Regions from separate parts of the Gossypium arboreum genome. Here regions 1 and 2 are each linked to region 3. Evidence: chromatin contacts called from public Hi-C data. All regions are on one chromosome and are shown on one strand. The core of a region is the stretch at or near the end of the contact, and the rest is flanking DNA. Distances in the headings are between cores, read along the strand shown.

Region 1 (2,855 bases), core at 347-2,846, 180 kb before region 3:
TAGTCTTAATATTTAATCAAAGATATTACTAACAAAACTCCACATACTAATATTATATAAGATTCAAGTGATCAAGGCAATTCTTACAACAGGAACTATGATCTTGCTAAGTTGACATAAACCTCATCATTTCCAGTTAATTCAATTATTAAGTGGATACTTTGGACTATAGTTTTCACAAAAACCAGGGCATATACATCAAAACACATGTACAAAGTGAACTAATCCATGGCTATCGAAATAAAGCAACTTTACAACCACCTCATAGTTATTCTATAAAATACTCATAAGCAACGATTTCATGTATAGCTAGAGAATCAAAGAACGGTTAAATGGTTTATCACCGTCATGGGCGTCTCAATTTCATATCGTTGTCCAGTGTACTCTCTTAAAAGATCTTGGGCTTCACTCTCATTCAATCTCATTGCCCTACAAAGATAAAACAAACCGCATAGATATATTACAGAGAACTGCAAAGCAATACAACTAGAAAAAATTCCAAGCCATATTAATATTCACATAGATATATATTATAGAGAACTGAAAAGAAATATAACTTGAAAAAGATGCGAGCCATATTGACATTCACCATTTAGTCCTTTGCAAGCTCTTGTCACCAGGAATATCCTCCAAATCCACAACAAAGTCCCAATACCTACCAACATATGAAACACCAGAAACCTCCTTGGAAGTCAACAATTTAACCTTGTCACTTTTCATAGCTTTCCTAAAATCTTCCAAGCTCATTTTGGGCAATTCCTCCAAATTCTTCTCGAATTCCTCCTCCTCGGATAACTCTGCCCCAAAAATCTGCTCTGGCACGTAAAGCTTCCCTTTATACTCCCTCAAAATATCATTCAAATACACGTAGTCATTTTCACTAGTTTCACTCTCTCTTTCCCCTCCAATGGTTTCATTTTTTGATTTTGATTTTGTATTCAATTTTTTCTTCAAAATTTCGATCAAACCCAGATTGCTACCTTTTCTTAAATCCTCTTTTTCTTTCAAGGTGTAAATCTTGTTACCAACGAGGTACCTGGGCTCTACTTGGCTAGGGTTTTCCTTCAAAACCCTAGTCACAAAGTCATCCCCTTTGGGCTTGCTAGTGTCACCACCGGGCTGTGAGGATTGTAATTCGCATAAAACCGTGAATGATCGGTGAAGTAACGGAGCTCTTGATCGGAATTTTCGGGTCAAATTCGAGGGATGTATTCGTTTGGGGAGAGATTTGATAGGAGTAGAGTAGGGTTTTGGAAAATTAACCCGAGCTGAGATTAGAGTATCAATGGTGGCCATCCTCTTCAGCAAACTCAGAGAGCATTAGGGTTTACAAAATGGGCATTGGAACAAAGCAATATTCAGCATCAATTTCATTCACCAAAATTGCAGAATAGGGTATATCCGACTAGGGTTTTTGATAAATTAAAATGAGGAAGAAGAAATGGGAGTTGATAGTTGCTTTTCCAGACTTATCCGGATCCAGGATCCGTAAGAGCGAAGCTTATCCGGGTCAGGCCTGACCGGCTTTAATAAAGTGTAGCCATCCGTTTACGTTTATTATTGGTGTCAAAATGGGCTAAAGGCCGATTTTATTTTATAATTACGTGTAGGTCGATTTTAAATTTTATTAGGGAAAATAGGTTGGTTTTAGGAGAAAGAAATTGAAAGGAATTTAATTGGGCGTGTTTTCTTTACATATGGTAATAAAAGATAAGTTTTCTTTCAACGGTAATTATAAAGGTTATTTCGACCGTTGTCATGCCAAACCATAAAAAAAATTAAAAACTTAATGGTAATTTTTTTTAACCTATAAATACCCTTAATTTTCTTTTCTTTTTTTTCATTCAGATTCTCCTCCCAAATTCTCTCAAGTTTTTATTCAAAATTTATTTATATTTTCATTTAAAAATATTTTTTTTTAAATTATATCGTATTTTAATGTTATAAATAGACGAACGATTGTGTGCTGAAGGCGTTTTTACATAATACAGGGGAGCCTCTGATCCTTGAAATTCATGGGTACCTACAAGAGGCTGGATTCTTGCATGTGTCTCGCATGCAAAGGGGCTGTAAACTCGATCCCACATTAGTCAGCGCATAGGTAGAAAGATGGAGGCCTAAAACACACACTGTCCACCTTCTATGCGGAGAGTGTACAATCACACTCAAGGGCACAGCATTAAAGCTCGGCCTGCTGGTGGATGGGCGAATCATCACAGGATCAGCGTGGTTCGAGAGAAAGTGAACCTCAGTATGGCAATCTTAGGAAAGATCCCAAACAAGTTCAAAGGTGGTTGGATATTGATCAACTGGTTGGAGAAAATTTTTGATAAGCTTCTCGACGACTCAACGGAGGAGGTCATACAACAGTACGCCCAAGCATTCATCATGAGGTTAATCAGAGGCATTTTAATGCTTGATAAATCTAGAAATTTGGTATACGTAAGGTGGCTTCGACATCTAATGGATTTTAGCGAATGTGCAAAACTAAGTTGGGGATCTGTTGTACTGTCGATGTTATACCGAGAGCTTTGTTAGGCAATGCAATTAGATAAGATGTTGATCGGTGGTGCTTTTGTTGCTGCAATCGTGGCACTGGTGGCGAATACCATTTTTACGTCATAGAGTCACTAACCAATACATGTTTTCGTTGGTGACGAGGTAAACATCATTTATCAATAAATACGTAGTTTGTGCAGTAAATGTTTTTATTTATTATACGTTTTGCCTAATATATCGTTTGTACATATGGAACCATAGGCTGAATTACATGAGACTACCCGACGAGTTAGAAAACGTTAGGCTACTATTAGATCAACACTCAAAAACTGAGGTTAATTCCCTATCCTTTTCGA
Region 2 (2,858 bases), core at 47-2,546, 130 kb after region 3:
CTTTCTTCTTTTTAAGGTGTGCCTATGGAAGAATTTAGTATTGCAGTTTCCCAAAGAAAGCCAGTCATACCTCGCCTTTTGTTTCCAAAATAGTTCTTTATGATTTAGAACATTTTCCAATTCCCCTCTAGTTTCTAATTCCAACTGAAATAAAAGATCAAATTGAGAATAGTTCAAACTCTTCTGAATCGTATCGAGTTTCTGAATTAGTATCTTTTTATGTGTCTCAATATACCATACACCTATTTATTACAATCCTTAAGTTGGCTTGTGAAATTAGATAACGAACTATACATGGAACCATCAAAATTTTAATTATTCTTTACAAAATTGGAAGACTTTGCATGCTCAACCCACCCGACCAAGAAACGAAAAGGACGACCCCTAGATGATTGAAGTTCAGATTAAAACAAAAGAAAAATAGGCTTGTGACCAGCTTCAGTCTAAACAAATGAGTCACAGAATAATTAGGAAATGAAGTCAACTGCGTCTTATTCCCAATAGCCCTGTTAAGACGTTCCGAAACTCCACCTCTCTGCCACGTGAAAAGATCACCTCTGAAACCCAAATCATTTATCCTAAAAGAATTCATAAAATCTCTAAAAAAAGAACATATTTTCTAGTAACTCGCTCTCTCATTTTCTCACTAGAGGTTAAGATCGCATTGAAATCACCTATAACTACCCAATGTAAATCAAAACGAGGAATAGTCATCATCAAAACCTCTCAAAGCTACATTCACTTACGATTTTCAGGACTACTGTATACAAAAACAATAAAAACTAGCAGTTGGAAAGTGTTATCAAAACCCAAATCAAAATAAATTGGGGGTGACTCCGGATAATATCAACCCGTAATAAATCCTTCTACTCAACCGAAATACTCTCAGAATAGCCAATAGCTTCCACTAGATGAGAGCATTGAAAACCAAGATATGCAATAATTGAATCAGCTTTGTCGCCACTAACTCTAGTTTCAAATAAACCAACAATATCCATCTTAAATTCCCGTTTATACTCACGAAAGATCATTGAAAACTTGCTACTTGCACACCCTTGACAATTTCATGCAAAACTGGACAAATCCATTAAAAAAATTAAAATATAAAAAAGAGGTAAGAGATGTACCAAAGCGCAAGTCTAGCAAGTGTTGCCATTTCGTTTCCCATCCATATTCAAGTTTCTCATCTTATCTTCGTTGATTTGCGAATTAATGAGTTTGACCTTTGAATTTATTGATTCTATCAACAGAACTCTTGCACTCCTAGAATTTTTAAAGCGCCCCCCACACTCACGAATTATCTTACTGATAACACTACCATTTCAAATAGTGCCCCCTTAATTTCGGATCCCCTCCCTTTCGAAACTAGAACCCTTTTACTTTACTAATCGAAATACCAATTTCGGTTGATTTAGTGTTATTGAGTCTCTCTTGATGCTTAAAAGTAATAGTTGAATGTTTGCGAGAATTAAGTAAATCCTAGTTAAGTTCCACTATTGATTCCACTGGACACTAAAAAATTAGGTTTAAATGAGCAGTACTCTCCAAAAGGGTCTGACATTCTTTTATAAAAAAATTAATTGAAAGACTAGATTTTTTTTTGAATTTCCTCCTACCCAATATCAAGCTTACCTGAATTGTAAAGAATCTACACATTTCCACTTTTTGGGTGCGTAATAGCAAGCCCAATGGCCTTAGTATTAATTTCATTTTGATCCACCTTTTTCCCAAAGCTTGGTGGGTCCTCCAGCTGTCCATCATGATGGCCTAGATCATTAAACACTGATCCACTACTCACATTACCGTCGTGTTTCTTCAAAAAGTCCAGACACAAAATTCCAGGCCCAACAACATTATTCTTTCCAAATGTCATGTTTTCAATACCTAGTGGGCCCACCAATGACCCATTATTATGACCCAAACCATCCATCATGAGCCCACTATTATCCTTCAATGAATCCAACTCTTCCACAACTTCTTCTCCCAAAACGCTAAAGTTGTTTATCATTTTATTGAAAACATTATTTTTCCTCATAACCCTAGAAGCACTCTCCTGATTCAACTCTTTTAGAACTATCCCATTTGAAACCTTATCCCTGAAAAAATAGTATCAGTTTCCTTATTTTTATCCGTTTCTATCCCCTTCAAATTAGGAGCGTTATTCTCAGCAATTTTCAATTTAGAATTGAGGCGAACCCTTACGCCTTAACTTCCTCTCTATGATCATCCAGGGATCGAACGGCTCTGGCGGCTCCACTGTTTTGGCCACTGATCACCTCTAAACATACTAATATCCAGAGTGTGAATACTACGTTCAAATATATAATTATGAGGCAATATCCGCAAGTGTACAGGTCTAGTTGTAATATAGTTTTACAACAGAGTGGGTGAGTACTCCGAGGATTGAAGCCAAGGGAGGCAGAGGTTAGATCAATTTTAACCTACACACTAAAAGATCTAATTAATATTTTAATCAAGTTATATTATGAAAATGTAAATAGGAGTTTTTGGGATTTTTATAATACTAAGAATAAAATAAAATAACATAAAAGAAACTAAATTTCAAGAGATAGAAAAAGTAGAATGAATCAAATTTGATGATGGGTGATTGATTAGCTTGCTTCAGCAATCCCAATCAATTTTTGTTTCGGGTTTCTTATCAACCAATTAGTCGCTACCTTAGTAGGATCTTCCGATCTTCCACTAACATAACAAGTTAGTAATGATTACTTATCTTTCGACCTTACAGTCCAGACTGGCTTGGGGTGAAGGTGTTCACAGATGGGCAATACCAATTTTAGTTTAATTCTCACATTGATGATTTTTCAGGGTTACCAGGACTAGGGTTTGTTTCACGC
Region 3 (2,838 bases), core at 24-2,523:
TGGTTTTTTTTTTTTATTACATGGGAAATAAAAAGAATTAAAATTTGAATATTATACTTATTTTAGGTCCCGTGGAAATATGGTAGTCTAAATTAGAGAAAGCATTATAAGGATTGCAATTTTCTTTGAATTTTCACTAGGCGTTTCCGTTAACTTACCAACAGCTACCTTCGTCAGACCAGGAAGGTCAACCAGAGTCAAATTGACAACTGCATAAAATTACATAAAAAAAATAAGTAGAGAAAATATCTTATATACTGGAGATTTGGTAGAACCATAACATATAATAAGATGACTTTTTACAATTAAATAAAGTGGAAGAAAACAGAAATAATTTTTACAAACAGGTCATACCGTTGGGAGAAAATATACTAAGATGAATTGGAACACTAGATATTTGTTTAGTTCGCCCAGTTTCTCTATCCGTCTCATCTTGAATCTCCTTCCTAACAGCAGCTATAACGTAGATAATAAAAAGTTAAACCCTAAGATTTATATAATTCCTTTTGCTTAAATAAAGAACGATAAGAAGATATTTACCAAAATCGGTAAATCTTTTTCTAGGAAGGTGAAGAAACTCAGCATATTCTCTGGTTCCTTCATCACTCTTATGAAGCTGTAACACCAGAGGTCTACGAGTAACAATACCTGCATTAATTTTTAATCAAAAAAGCAGAATGAAAGAAAAAAGAATCAGTTCTTGAGTTGCTTAACGATGAAGGATAGATTGAGAGCGATAACTTATTGTTTTTACCGGATCCACGAGGTAAAAAATCCTTGCCGACAACGCTTTCCAACACCGAAGATTTCCCTGAACTCTGTTAATATTGAAATCTCAGACCAGCAGATCATAAAAGAAAAAAGAAAACAAAGGTTGACTAGAAATAGAAAAAGGAAAAGATAGATCGAGCGTCGACCTGACCACCAACGACGGCGATCGCCGGTAAGGAATCCCAAAGAGTAGGCAAGGCGCTTGCCTCTCCATGATCACCAAGAGCAGTGCAAGCTCTTTGAATCTTGTTCACCAGAGAAATCAAATTATCCATTTTTTTCTTTTTCTTTTTTAAGATGGGTGCCGGCGACGATAACAAGCGTCGGATTCAAATAAGCTAGATCTGAGCTGAAAAGGTAAAGAAACGGCACCTGTCAGATCTGAGTGAGAAATGAGAACCAAATGAAGTTCCGTCCGGAGAAAGGAGTTTTTTGAAGTTTTGAAATGGAGGAAGAATAAAAAGACTTCGGCTTTAAAAGTGAAGCGCGTTTTATTTATTATTTATTTATTTATTTTAAATATTATTTTTACCACCGATTTATTTTGTGTTTGAATTTAGTATGCATTTTTGAAGTGAAACGGCGTGTCTAGCTACGACAATGGAGTAAACAATGCCAGGAAAAACTCCGGGCCGGAAAGTGATAAATAAGGCCATTGGCTTAGGTAAAAATATATTCGACTCGACAGAGCTTACTTGGTAAAATTAATTCCAATTTTTCTAATTAAAATTATGAAATGGGATAAATAAATTGAAATTGATTTATTGTTGAATTTTGGATTAATAATTTTAAAGAAAAATAAGAAGATGAATTATTTGAATTCTTAAAATTAACGAGAGAATGTAATTTTCAAATAAAAAAAATCACTATATTTAATTTTTAAACCATAATCTTTTATAATATAATTATATAAAAAAGGAAAAAGATTTTCTGCATGTTAAAGTTTTATTTTATTTTTGTTGAGATATTCAATTCCATTATCTTTTTCCTATCTAAATAAAAGAAAGCCGCTAATCAAACAAGGAAACTCTTAGATTTCTTTTTCTTTCTTCCTATAACTTCAATCCATACATAAGTAAAATATCATAAATGAATTTATTAATTAAAAAAAGGAAGTAGATTAAATTAACATTTTCTCATAAAGATTTAAATTTCAAAAGCTAATAATTGAAATCCTAAGATTTGGGTTTTATAGTTCACATTTTTGTTTGTATGTGTAGAGTGGAAGGCATTTCAAAATTAAATTTAAAAGACTACACAATAACAGATGGCATGGCATGGCAACCTTTTTCTTTTCTTTATTGGATTTAATTAAATTGGCGATATAAAGCCGTTGGACTTGGAGACTAGTCCAATATTCCGTTTGTAGTGGGCCTGTATCTTTATACTTTTATAATTATTCAATGACGCTTTAATTTAAGGGGTTTTATTTTTATTAGCCTTACAGAAACAACTTTTGTGTGTTTTTTTCCTTTGATTGAAGGGAGGTTCACCATTTAATAAACTTAAAATTCAAATTTTTGTAATATTAACAATCATAAAGGATGTAATAAAAAAATGAACAATGATGGTATTTTTCATTACAAGTATCTATGTGTAGTTCGTGTTCATGTGATAATTTACTCCTACTGGTAACAGCCACAAACGATTGCTAGTAATGAGGAGCAGTATAATACAAGCTTCTGAGCAGTTGAAGCATCCCTATACTAAGTATGTTCCTCTTTCTATATAATTCGTAACATCTTTAATCGTATTAATTAATCACCTAAAATCCTGTCAATAATAAAAAATAAAAATCCTATGATCATAAAATGTCTTTATAGATTGGTGGTTTCACAGTGTCTTCACTTCATCACTCCGTTTGACTCAGGAGATCCATATCCATATGGATTCTTGCTGGCCCAGTTCCACTGATCCCTGCACATTTCTTCAATGCCGTACCTTGCCCTGCAATCAATCACAACCCAATTCATCTAAGATTCCTCTCCTCAACAATAAAATGAACTTTATAAACTATTGCCTTACCTCCAATTCAATTCACGCTCCGCTTTTTTGGTTGAAGCATAC

What was found. A called contact is a pair of places that touch in the nucleus more often than the background predicts.
Region 1: a Hi-C map of leaf shows a contact between it and region 3, with 6 times the contacts expected there. The contact joins the promoter of LOC108467109 here to the promoter of LOC108460767 in region 3. A contact is called at or near these places in 2 of 5 Hi-C or Micro-C datasets (both in leaf).
Region 2: a contact with region 3 is called in a Hi-C map of leaf, with 5 times the contacts expected there. The contact joins the enhancer-like site here to the promoter of LOC108460767 in region 3. A contact is called at or near these places in 2 of 5 Hi-C or Micro-C datasets (both in leaf).

What each region holds. Positions count from the first base shown.
Region 1 is chr8:47,536,190-47,539,044 of ASM2569848v2, forward strand. It overlaps LOC108467109 (probable inactive ATP-dependent zinc metalloprotease FTSHI 1, chloroplastic), which reads right to left and starts at 1,597. Exons shown (of 15, transcript XM_017767623.2): 1 at 590-1,597; 2 at 345-429. The coding sequence starts at 1,296.
Region 2 is chr8:47,843,120-47,845,977 of ASM2569848v2, forward strand. No RefSeq gene overlaps it. Among protein-coding and RNA genes, the nearest start is that of LOC108466535, 8.2 kb to the right of the region's middle. Within about 2 kb of position 1,297, at least 2 of the 2 cell types and tissues checked have an H3K27ac peak or open chromatin away from gene starts, as enhancers often do. A contact at or near this core is called in leaf, where this site is marked.
Region 3 is chr8:47,713,545-47,716,382 of ASM2569848v2, forward strand. LOC108460767 (dynamin-related protein 5A-like) reads right to left here and starts at 1,274. Exons shown (of 16, transcript XM_017760408.2): 1 at 918-1,274; 2 at 755-818; 3 at 541-648; 4 at 355-456; 5 at 159-209. The coding sequence starts at 1,046. It overlaps LOC108463832 (UDP-glucose 4-epimerase GEPI48), which reads right to left. Exons shown (of 9, transcript XM_017763772.2): 8 at 2,797-2,838; 9 at 2,267-2,718. The coding sequence ends at 2,616.